2 separate regions of the Danio rerio genome follow, and region 1 is linked to region 2. Evidence: chromatin contacts called from public Hi-C data. All regions are on one chromosome and are shown on one strand. The core of a region is the stretch at or near the end of the contact, and the rest is flanking DNA. Distances in the headings are between cores, read along the strand shown.

Region 1 (5,185 bases), core at 2,045-4,544, 60 kb after region 2:
TTTTTGATGTTGATATTTGGCGCAAGTTAATCAGGAAGTGACGACTTTGTTCAATTTAACACGTCGAATGGAAACGCTGCTTTATTTGCACATCTTTAATATCAAAATGCAGTATTGCGCTTAAAGTTAATTAGCATTTTTGAATGGAGACATAGCTATTGTTATTGACAAATTTTATCGCGATTTGATAAATATCGTTTATCGGCCCAGCCCTAATAGTAAGTACATGTAAATAATTAATATCACTCAGTAGTTAAATAAATAGTTACACCGTAATGAGGACACCTTAAAATAAAGTGTTATGTTGTTATTAATAGTTTGATCTTTGTTGAAATCGAATATTTGTTTTTAGTGGATTCTATATTGTTAAAAATGTTATAAATGTGAAAGTGTTGTCAAGTATATCAACTTTATAATGGCTTATTTCCACTAAGCGGTACAATACATTTACGATATCCTTTTTTCAGTTTCCACTGACCGAAGTATCAACAAAAAGAATGGTACCATATCACTTTTTTCTGACCCTTTTACAAGGGTCAACAGTACGTTTCTAAAGTGTGTAACTAGAGTCACTGATTGATTCATAGCACAGGTGTCAAAGCAGGTTCCTGGATGGCCGCAGCTCTGCACAGTTTAGTTCCAACTCTTAATTAAACACACTTGATCAAAGTAATTGAGTCCTTCAGGCTTGTTTGAAACCTACTGGTAAGTGTGTTGGAGCAGAGTTGGACCTAAACTGTGCAGAGCTGCGGCCCTCCAGGAACTGGCTTTGACACCTGTGGTTTACAGGGAATTGTCACTTTTAAATGCAATAAAACCAAGGGGAACGACAACACAGGAAGTGCCATCTTTAAATACACCGCCAAAACACAACACTGTAATAGTACAATGACTGCAACGTGTGATCGCAAATATAAAAATATATCTTTGACCAAAAATGACCTTACTTTGTTGTTCACCAAACATATTAACTAAGGGTACTATTGGCAGTGCAAACGCAAGCGTGATCAGAGTGAGCCGTTCCAAATCACACTGTACTGTACTGCAGTGTTTCCTCAACCCCGTTCCTGAAAGCACACCAACAGTGCACATTTTCAACCTCTTCCTACTCAAACACTCCTGAATCAACTCATCAGAACAATAGAAGAGACTCCAAAACCTGAAGTCTGATAAGGGAGACACCTAAAATACATACTGTTGGTGTGCCTTCAGGAACAGGGTTGGGAAACACTGCTGTATTGAACCGTACCGCTCAGTGGAAAAGAGGCTTCAGATGCTAATATGGCAATCATCATAAATACTGCTGCTGTCTATAATTAAGCTTTTTTGTGTAGGAGGAAGTTCGTCAGTCTGTGGCCCCGACTGAGCCTGTCCAATATTACTTCACGTTGGCGCAGCAGCCTAGCGCAGTGCAGGTCCAAGGGCAGCAGCAGGGCCAGCAGGTCTCCGCTCCCACCGCCACCACACTACAGCCCGGCCAGATTATCATCGCTCAGCCTCAGCAAGGCCAGGTAATGCCCGCACCATCGCCACAAGCACATGGATGTCCAACTTAAACTAGAGCGCCATCTGCTGTTAAAACTAGCCTAGAGCGCCATCTGCTGTTAAAACTAGCCTAGAGCGCCATCTGCTGTTAAAACTAGCCTAGAGCGCCATCTGCTGTTAAAACTAGCCTAGAGCGCCATCTGCTGTTATAATCTAACCTAGAACGCCATCTGCTGTTAAAACTAGCCTAGAGCGCCATCTGCTGTTAAAATGTAGCCTAGAGCGCCATCTGTTATTAAAAACTAGCCTAGAGCGATGTCTGCTTTCATAAACTAGCATACAGTGCATTTGCCTAGTGCCATCTCCTGTCTAAAACTAACCTGAGGCGCAATTTTCCTTTTAAAAACTAGCCAAGAGCAATATCTGCTGTTAAAAAACTAGTCTAGACTGTAATTTTCTTTTTAAAAACTAGCCTAGAGTGCCGTCTGCTGTTTAAAAACTAGCCTTGAGTGCTGTCTGCTGTTTAAAAACTAGCCTAGAGCGCCATCTGCTGTTAAAAACTAGCCCAGACTGAAATTGTCTTTTTAAAGACTAGCCTTGAACACCGTCTGCTGTTTAAAAATTAGCCTAGAGCATCATTGGCAGTTTAAAAATTGACATAGAGCACCACCTGCTGTTAAAAACTAGCCTAGAGCGCCACCTGCTGTTAAAAACTAGCCTAGAGCGCCACCTGCTGTTAAAAACTAGCCTAGAGCGCCACCTGCTGTTAAAAACTAGCCTAGAGCACCATCTGCTGTTAAAAACTAACCTAGAGCACCACCTGCTGTTAAAAACTAGCCCAGACTGAAATTGTCTTTTTAAAGACTAGCCTTGAACACCGTCTGCTGTTTAAAAATTAGCCTAGAGCATCATTGGCAGTTTAAAAATTGACATAGAGCACCACCTGCTGTTAAAAACTAGCCTAGAGCGCCACCTGCTGTTAAAAACTAGCCTAGAGCACCACCTGCTGTAAAAACTAGCCTTGAGTACCGTCTGCTGTTTAAAAACTAGCCTAGACCTTAATTTTTTATCTAAAAACTAGCCCTGAGTGCCTGTTAAAACTAGCCTTGAGCGCCGTCTGTTGTTTAAAAACTAGCCTAAAGCACCACCTGCTGTTAAAAACTAGCCTAGACCTTAATTTTCTATCTAAAAACTAGCCTTGAGCGCCATCTTCTGTTAAAACAAACTCAGGTTATAATCAATTCTAGAGAGAATAACGATGCATTTAGTAAAGCTCAGAATGGACACAGAAAGGATTTCTGAGCACCGCTCTAGTTAATGGCAGTAATATGCAGTAGGATATATGGCAATGACAGCATGCTGAATATTTTATGGCCAGATAAGATTAACAGCATATAGAACAAAGGTTACTGGTAAATGAAAATCCACTTACTGCATACAGTTTTCAGCGCTGTAGTAATATTTCTTCAATATGCTTTTTAACACAGAGCAATGATGACTCATCCTGCATGACACAGCAAACGATGACTTATGGCTCTATATTTGCGAACCATATAAACGTAACAAACAGCTTTTCTATACGTCCCACCCAAACTTCCTGTTTTAATAAGAAATGTGTCAACGCAGGAAAGAGAAGCAGAGGACATTGTTTGCCCTTGTAATTACCCCAGTGTATATTATGCTACGGTCTGGTGGACAAAAGCCTTGAAACTTTATCGCACTTACTCTCTCGCGCAACACTTGAGCCCTGATTACTTTGATCAGGCCATTACAGGATCATTTGAAACATGATTGGTGAAGGTTGAAAGCCCAGAGGTGTCATTCACACGTCGCTATCAGGTGAACAGTAGAGAGTCCAGACTGTCTCTAATGTGATGCATGTGTTAAGCGTTTTAGCAGCAGCCCTTTTACTAAATCTCCTGTTTTGTTGAATTTGATTAATTTATCTTGTGTTCATTAGTTTAATTTCTCCTCGGGTGCTCTTTCTCACCTTCTCTCTTTCTCTGAGGATCAGTGCTGCTTCAGCAAGCTGCAGTTTGCTGACCTGTCAGACTCGGCCAAAGATGTGCTGCAGTCACCTTAGAGAGGTTTCAGGACAAATACATATACAGCAGGGTTCAAAAATTGTCTCACCACACTGAAACTGAATTTCTACCTGGTAGTCATTTATTTCTCTTCATTTTATTTATTTATTTTTTGAGAGATGGAGAGTGGGAGAGATTCTTCACCAAACTCCAGAGCATTTAGTCTCAATTCACAAAGTTGAAAACACAAAAACACAAAAAAAACACAAAACTTCAATATTTATTAGAGGAAAAAACAGATTGTATCTTTCTACGTGCACAATACATTAATGCCCATCACCAAAGAGAGAGGAGACCAATAAAAACATCAGTGATGCGCTTGCAAACACACACAAACACTTCTAGATGGTTATAAATTAATCTAAGTATTCTAATTATTATTATGTATTATTACTGTTTTATACTAAATGTTGATTGTTAAATGTAAAGCTTATTCTGATTTATTTTTTATTGTTGTTTATTTTTTTATTATTATTTACTATTATTATTTATATTTTACTGATTACAATGGTTTACAGTATGTACATGTTTTTATTTAAACTTTTATAAATGCTTTGGCATAAAATTTAATATTATTATTTAATACTATTTACTGTTTACTATGATTTATGGATATTTTTTTATTTAAACTTTATAAATGCTTTGGCATAACTATTATTATTATTATTATTATTATTATTTACTACTATTTATTGTGTTTACTGTTTTATGTATATGGTTTTTGTTTTATTTAAACTTTCTAAATGCTTTGGCATTACATTTGTCATTATTATAATTATAATTAATTATTATTATTATTATTTTATAATTATTATTATCATTATTATTATTTACTACTACTACTACTTACTGTGTTTACTATGTTTTATGTATATGTTTTTTTTTTATATTTAAACTTTATAAATGCTTTGGCATAACATTTGATGGGAAAAAACAATAAGTTAATTTATGTATGGTGTGTAATTTTGGATTGCACATTTTTAATTCGGGGTGTATACTTAAAGCTAATCAGAAATGACATTAAAAGCCTTTCTGATGTTTCAAAAAATTTAATTTCAAATCTCTTGGTTTGAATTTTCATCAAAGAATCTTAAAAATTTATATCAGTTTTCACAATGTATGAATTATTTTATTAATAATTACAAAAAAGAAAAAAACACTATGTATGAACGGCAGCTCAAAAAGCTTCACAAAATAGAAGAGCATTAACGGATTTTGATGTAATTTGTACAAAAAATTATCTAATGTTCTTGTAATGTACACAGTGACTTATCTGTCACACAATATATTTAAGACTCAACAAATTTAAATAATACATACTAAAAATTAAAACATTTTGTAGAAACAAGATTTCAAATTCCATGTAAACTGCAAGTAGCCATTATTCCCTTATAGCAAACTAACAGTCTGTGGCCGTGGTTGAGAATATGGTGGCTCAAGTGCAAATTGGTAAGACTTTGATTTAAAGATTACCAAAACATTTTTTTTTTCATTGGATAGTTAAAACTCCAGTAAAAAATGCCAGCCACATTTATAAGGAATTTTGAGAAAACAATCGTTCCTTCAAGCTCTCTTTTGTTTACCTTTTATGCAACATTGATTGTTAAGGGTTTTTT
Region 2 (5,919 bases), core at 1,554-4,053:
CAACCTTACATTTCTAGCTACAGGCTCTTCTTCATCAATAAGTTGCACGATTGACCCAATTATATTTAGCATTATCTCTTACGGGGCAAACTGTTAAAAATCTATAAGTTAAAGTGATTTTTGTTTTAAAAATTCCTGCTAAAATATTTCCCCAGCTAGCATCAGTGGCTCACACATGCTAACGACAAAACCAACTGAAATTTCTCCAGCTATGCTGTAATAAACCACATTTTCATCCAAACGCAGGTAATCAGACCAACAATGAAGTGGATTCTTGCACTTAAAGCATTATATTCAACAGTAGTCACTGCTAATTTCCATGATCTAGACAGCCTTCCCCACCCACCCAGTGCACGAACAATGTCCCGGAGCCTCGCGCCATTCAATCAGAGCTTTCGGGCGAATTGTCGGGCTTACCAGATTTGAAGAATGTCGCTATATCGGCCGCGTCCTTAGCCGCCTCCTCGGCCCCTTCCCCCGAGCTCATGGCTGACGAAAAAACACACAAAAAAACTACTATCCAAATCTAAAGTTGCTGTTTTATTCCCCCACAGACAGAAGGATTTGGAAAAGGCGTCCTCCGCCTCTGTGTCTGAGCACTGATCTGACACGGACGGGAAAAGGATCACTTCTGAGTGCTGCTGGGGAACATCACAAAACCTCCTCCATCTTGGTTATAACACACATTAACAGCGCCGGCCGGCGGTCGGTTCTCCCGTGCGGAGCGGAGAGACGGCAGGGGGCGGGAGATCACCGCTGAATAACACTCTTTCCAGCTTTTTACCTGTTCTAGTGACCTTAACTAAATTATTTTTAAATTGAATTGCATACAATCTACATATCTACATATATATTAGATAATACTACTACTAATAATAAAATAACAAATATATATTATTATAATATAATATATAAAAAATCTAATATATAATATAATAAATATAATATATAAAATCTAATACTCGAATAATAATAATTATTATATTTATCATTATTATAATTTATTATATAGTAAATAATAAAATAATAATATTAATTATTATTAATTAATTATATATATATATATATATATAAATATATATATATATATATATATATATATATATATATATATATATAATTTTATCATAATAATTATAGGTGGCTTATGCGTTTATTATTATTTTTCATTATTATTATGTTTAAATAATACAATTTGTCAGAAATCTTCCTGACTTTTTACTTGTGGATATATAAATGGGTGTATTAGAACAAACTGCATTGGAAGATTTATATATACATTTATTTATTTAATGTGTATTTATTCATGTATAGTTTTATTTATGCAGGAATTTGTGTATTTATTAATTTATTTATTTGCATATTTATTTATTTATTGTTTTTGCAGGTTTTATGCTCCATACCCAACAGCGGAGTGAACCACCAACTTATCCAGCATACATATCATATGGATATATATATATATATATAGTTGAAATCAGAATTATTAGCCCCCCCTCAAATGATGTTTAACAGAGCAAGGACATTTTCACAGTATGTCTGATAATATTTTTTCTTCTGGAGAAAGTCTTATTTGTTGTTTTTCAGCTAGAATAAAAGTAGTTTTTAATAATAAAAAATAATTTTTAGTTGAAATTATTGGTCAAAATTATTAGCCCATTTAAGCTGTATTTTTTTACCCTAACTTGCCTAGTTAACCAATTTAAATTAAACCTTTAAATGTCACTTTAAGCTGTATAGAAGTATCTTAAAACATATTTAGTCAAATATTATTTACTGTCATCATGGCAGAGATTAAATAAATCAGTTATTAGAAATGAGTTATCAAAACTATTATGTTTAGAAATGTGTTTAAAAAAAAGTCTCTCCATTAAACTGAAATTGGGGAAAAAATAAACAGGGGGCTAATAAATCTGACTTCAACTGGATGTATATATATATATATTTCAGGTGAAAAGTTAGATCATGATATGCTTCTGTTTTTCAGTAGAATTTATGTAATTTATCCCACAATTGTTGAATCACACTGACATCTGGCGGGTAAAACTGTGAGTGCACTGGCTGACATTCTACTCAGTGGCCTGTTTGAAGGAAAGTGCATGCTTCTGCATTTCAGGCTAGTGTGATTTCACAAAGTAGGCCATATTCCTGGATAAACATCTATTTTGACAATGAATGAAACAACGTTTCAATCAGATTTCAGGGATAACTTTAGGCTTACAGTTAGGGGTTTGTGCTTCTGCATCAATGCTATCCACCTGTTAATCCCCTCTCATTTCAAAATAATTTCAAGTTAGGGGTTATATTACATTTTTGCACAAGACTGATGTTCAGGGATCAACATAGTTGTTAATCCAGTATTGCATTCTACTTGGGAAAATCACAATCACCATCATACAGAAGTTAAATATTCATTCATTCATTCATTCATTCATTCATTCATTCATTTATTCATTTTCTTTTTGGCTTTGTCCCTTTATTAATCAGGGGTTGCCACAGCGGAATGAACCGCCAACTTACCAGCGGTTTTTCGCAGCGGATGACCTTCCAGCTGCAACCCATCACAGGGAAAGTTAAATACTTATTTAAATGAAATATAATAGAGAGAAAACAGTCATAAATTGTGTCCTAGATATACATTAAATGGTGACTTAACATTTTACATAACCAACAAACGTCAGCTTGTGAACTACTAAACGGTACTTATTTCTATATTATTCAATTTATTTTGTTTTCGCCGAACCACTAGGTGGTACAAACCTTTTTGTAGCAAGAGAATTTTAACACAGAAGAAGCCGAAGACGAGAGCGGCCTAACCTAAAAATTACGTTTCACCAATTTGTTGTTGTTATTGTCATCGTTTTTTGCATTATCAAGTAAAATATATTAATATCAGCAGCATTAAAGTGTTAATTCGCTAAAATACAGCTTATTCGACGTTGCGGACAGGCGTAATAGTAGGTATGTCGAAAATGATTTATTACGTAACGTTAGATTGTCATGATATGCTAAGTATGCTACATTTGCGCATTGCTTTGGTTTAGTTTGGTTTAATGCACAACATATATACATAACTAAATTGAAACAATCTGTTTTCTTTTAGTTTGCAAAGATGACTGATTTACTGACAGTGTACGACGACGACCAGGCCAACTCTTTCATTGACTGCATGGTGAATCCTGTTTATTTTAATTCGGATGCTCATATTCTCCCTGTTTGTTATAAAGTAATATAAAGGCAATGGCCTAAATGTGTGTGACTAATTTATATTTCTATCTTTGATCCTTAGATCTGCGAGAAAAAAATAAGGGGGGACACCAATTACAAAATCCACGTGACATCAATGCAACACTTAAAGGTAAGCAGAGACAGAATATAAATAAGGATATTTAAAAATAATAATACTCACTAATATTTAAGCGTTAATTCAGCTTATTAGATTTCTAAAGAATCAAAACACTGGAATGGGTAGATTAAATATTAAAATATACTGTAATATTTAAAATTTTAATTTATGTAAAATTTGAAAGTTGTTTTTTATAAATATAAATTGCATTTCTCAGTACTATTTATTTCATAATTAATTTCCAGTAGTTAAATGATATTTATGATTTAAAGGAGAGAGGTTTGTCAAGTATCAAAACAATAATGTTGTGTATTTAAATACTACTAAACAGTCTTGTAAGGTATATTTAGAATAATCTATAATAACAATTGCAAAAATTAATAATTAATTGTAATTTTGAAGCTTTTTACATTGCTACTATCCTTCAAAACACAAGGTCTCACCTATTAGCAAAATGTTTATTAAGTGTTGTTTTTTTTTACAAAAAAATATATCTGTTTTCATATTAGTTTGGAGTTTTTATATTCATAAAACTTATCTGAAACATCAGACACTTTGTAAGTTCAGTTTGATGCATACACGTAAATGGGACATCTCGTCTTTTACTGATGTGTATTTCTTGATTAAAGAGATAGTTTAGCCAAAAATGAAAATTCTGTCATCATCATTTACACTTTTTCTAAACCTGTTTGAGTTTTTTTTTTCTTCTGTTGAATACAAAGCAACATATACTGAAGAATGTTGTGAGGAAAAAACAGCTTTGACTTCTGTAGTTATTTTTATTTCCTACTAGGGCTGCAGAATATATCGTTTTAGCGTCGACATCGCAATGTGAGCATCCGCAATAGTCAGATTGCAAAGATATGCAATGTTGAGTCTGGATAATAGTTGACTAGAAGCTACATATTTGTATTTAGAGGGTATCCGCGTGGTTTAAAAAGTCTTAAATCGCAAAAACTTTTTTTAGGCCTTAAAAGGTCTTAAATTTACTGAAGTATTGTGTTGAAGGTCTTAAATCTTTTTTTAAGCGGGTCTTAATTTTCATTTGTTCCTGTATAGCTACACAATCTGGCCAACACCTATCCAAACACCAACAATCCATCTCAAAACTTTGTATTTAAGAATGTCATTTTTAACTCTGTTTACCATAATGGTTTAATTAATTCCTTACAATAACAGTTTTTTTTAAGTTCTCCATGTATTTACTGCGTGTATTTAAGCTGTCATGGACAGACTGTTGTGCATACATTCAGTTTAATATAGTTTTCAAAACCTTTAAATAATTAATTAAAAAAAAGGTTATGTTGAAAAAAAAGTGTATGTATACAATTAGAGCTTGCTTCTTTTGACACAATATTAAAAACCTTTTGCTTAGAATTAGCTAGACTATATATATTTTTTAAATTATTACTATTATTGTTTTATTAAATTATATTTTTAAAAAACTAAATTAAAAATCTTTTCCAACTTGGCCGTTAAAAAAAATCCTTAGCGTTTAGCCCTTTATGAGTCTAAAATGTAATTCATAATGGTCTTAAAAATTTCTTTAAAAGTCTTAAATTTAACTTGCTGAAACCCTGTATTTAATCACTGTATTTATTTGGAATTTATATAATTTATGCAACAAAAAAATCTTTCTTTTTGTCTTGTTTCTAGTCCAAATAGCAAAAGTTCAAAGCAAAAACAAGATTATTTTACTTACCCCAATGGCAAATAATTTAGCTTGTTTTAAGGGAAAAACACTTTAATTTTTACTAGTTTTTTTTGACGGTGAAACCAAAACAATATTTTTACTTGATCTAAGAATTTTTTGATATTTGGACTAAAAAAAAAGAGACAGAAAAAGTAAGAAACGCATTTTGTGCATTGTGGTTATTCAATTTCTGTACCTGAATTATGTTAGACTCCCCAATAAAACATAAAATCGTGCTATTCAAACCATCCTGTGAAACTGTATTCATATCACAATATTTATTGCAGAAAAATAAAATATATAAAATATCAGATTTTTCCATTATCGTGCAGCTCTATTTCCTACTACAGATTACAATGGCTGTTTTTTCCAAATATTCTTCTGAATATCTTGTTTTGTGTTCAACAGAAGAAAAGAGACTCATAAAAACTGTAGAATCTGTTGAGTGACAGTAAATAATTCAACCAAACAATTGTTTTGGTTGAACAATCCCCTTTAAGTAATTGGTTATTTGTAGATAATTGTTATTATAAATACCTTTTAACTGTTATTTATTGGATAACATATGCTAATTTTTGTCACAATTTATGTACAGCACAATGGTCAACAACTGTTGTTATACTGTGCTTTATAAATAAAGTAAGATTAAGTCTATTTGACAATATTTTGATTCTGTTTAATTCACTTTTCTGCTTCTTCAAGTTCAGGTCTTATGACAAATCAACCAGTGATCACCAATGTTTATTTTCAACATCTTGGAGTCTATATACGCAGGTTATAACCTTCTATACAGGTTATTTCTGCATTCCTTTACCAATCACAAAAGCTATTTTTACCTTTTCCATTCTTTCCATTCTGCTTTTAAGCAGATTAACATTAG

Evidence for each region. A called contact is a pair of places that touch in the nucleus more often than the background predicts.
Region 1: a Hi-C map of hematopoietic stem cells shows a contact between it and region 2, with 1.6 times the contacts expected there. The contact joins the enhancer-like site here to the promoter of si:ch211-13c6.2 in region 2. A contact is called at or near these places in 2 of 18 Hi-C or Micro-C datasets (embryo and hematopoietic stem cells) and 1 of 4 datasets of contacts at active chromatin or transcription factors (gastrula embryo).

What each region holds. Positions count from the first base shown.
Region 1 is chr19:44,902,322-44,907,506 of GRCz12tu, forward strand. It overlaps nfyc (nuclear transcription factor Y, gamma), which reads left to right. Exons shown (of 11, transcript NM_199639.1): 6 at 1,335-1,511. Among named protein-coding and RNA genes, the nearest start is that of nfyc, 34 kb to the left of the region's middle. Within about 2 kb of position 3,295, at least 4 of the 62 cell types and tissues checked have an H3K27ac peak or open chromatin away from gene starts, as enhancers often do.
Region 2 is chr19:44,843,231-44,849,149 of GRCz12tu, forward strand. si:ch211-13c6.2 reads left to right here and starts at 2,804. Exons shown (of 14, transcript NM_001430907.1): 1 at 2,804-2,961; 2 at 3,104-3,172; 3 at 3,290-3,358. The coding sequence starts at 3,113. It also overlaps a transcript of trioa not described here.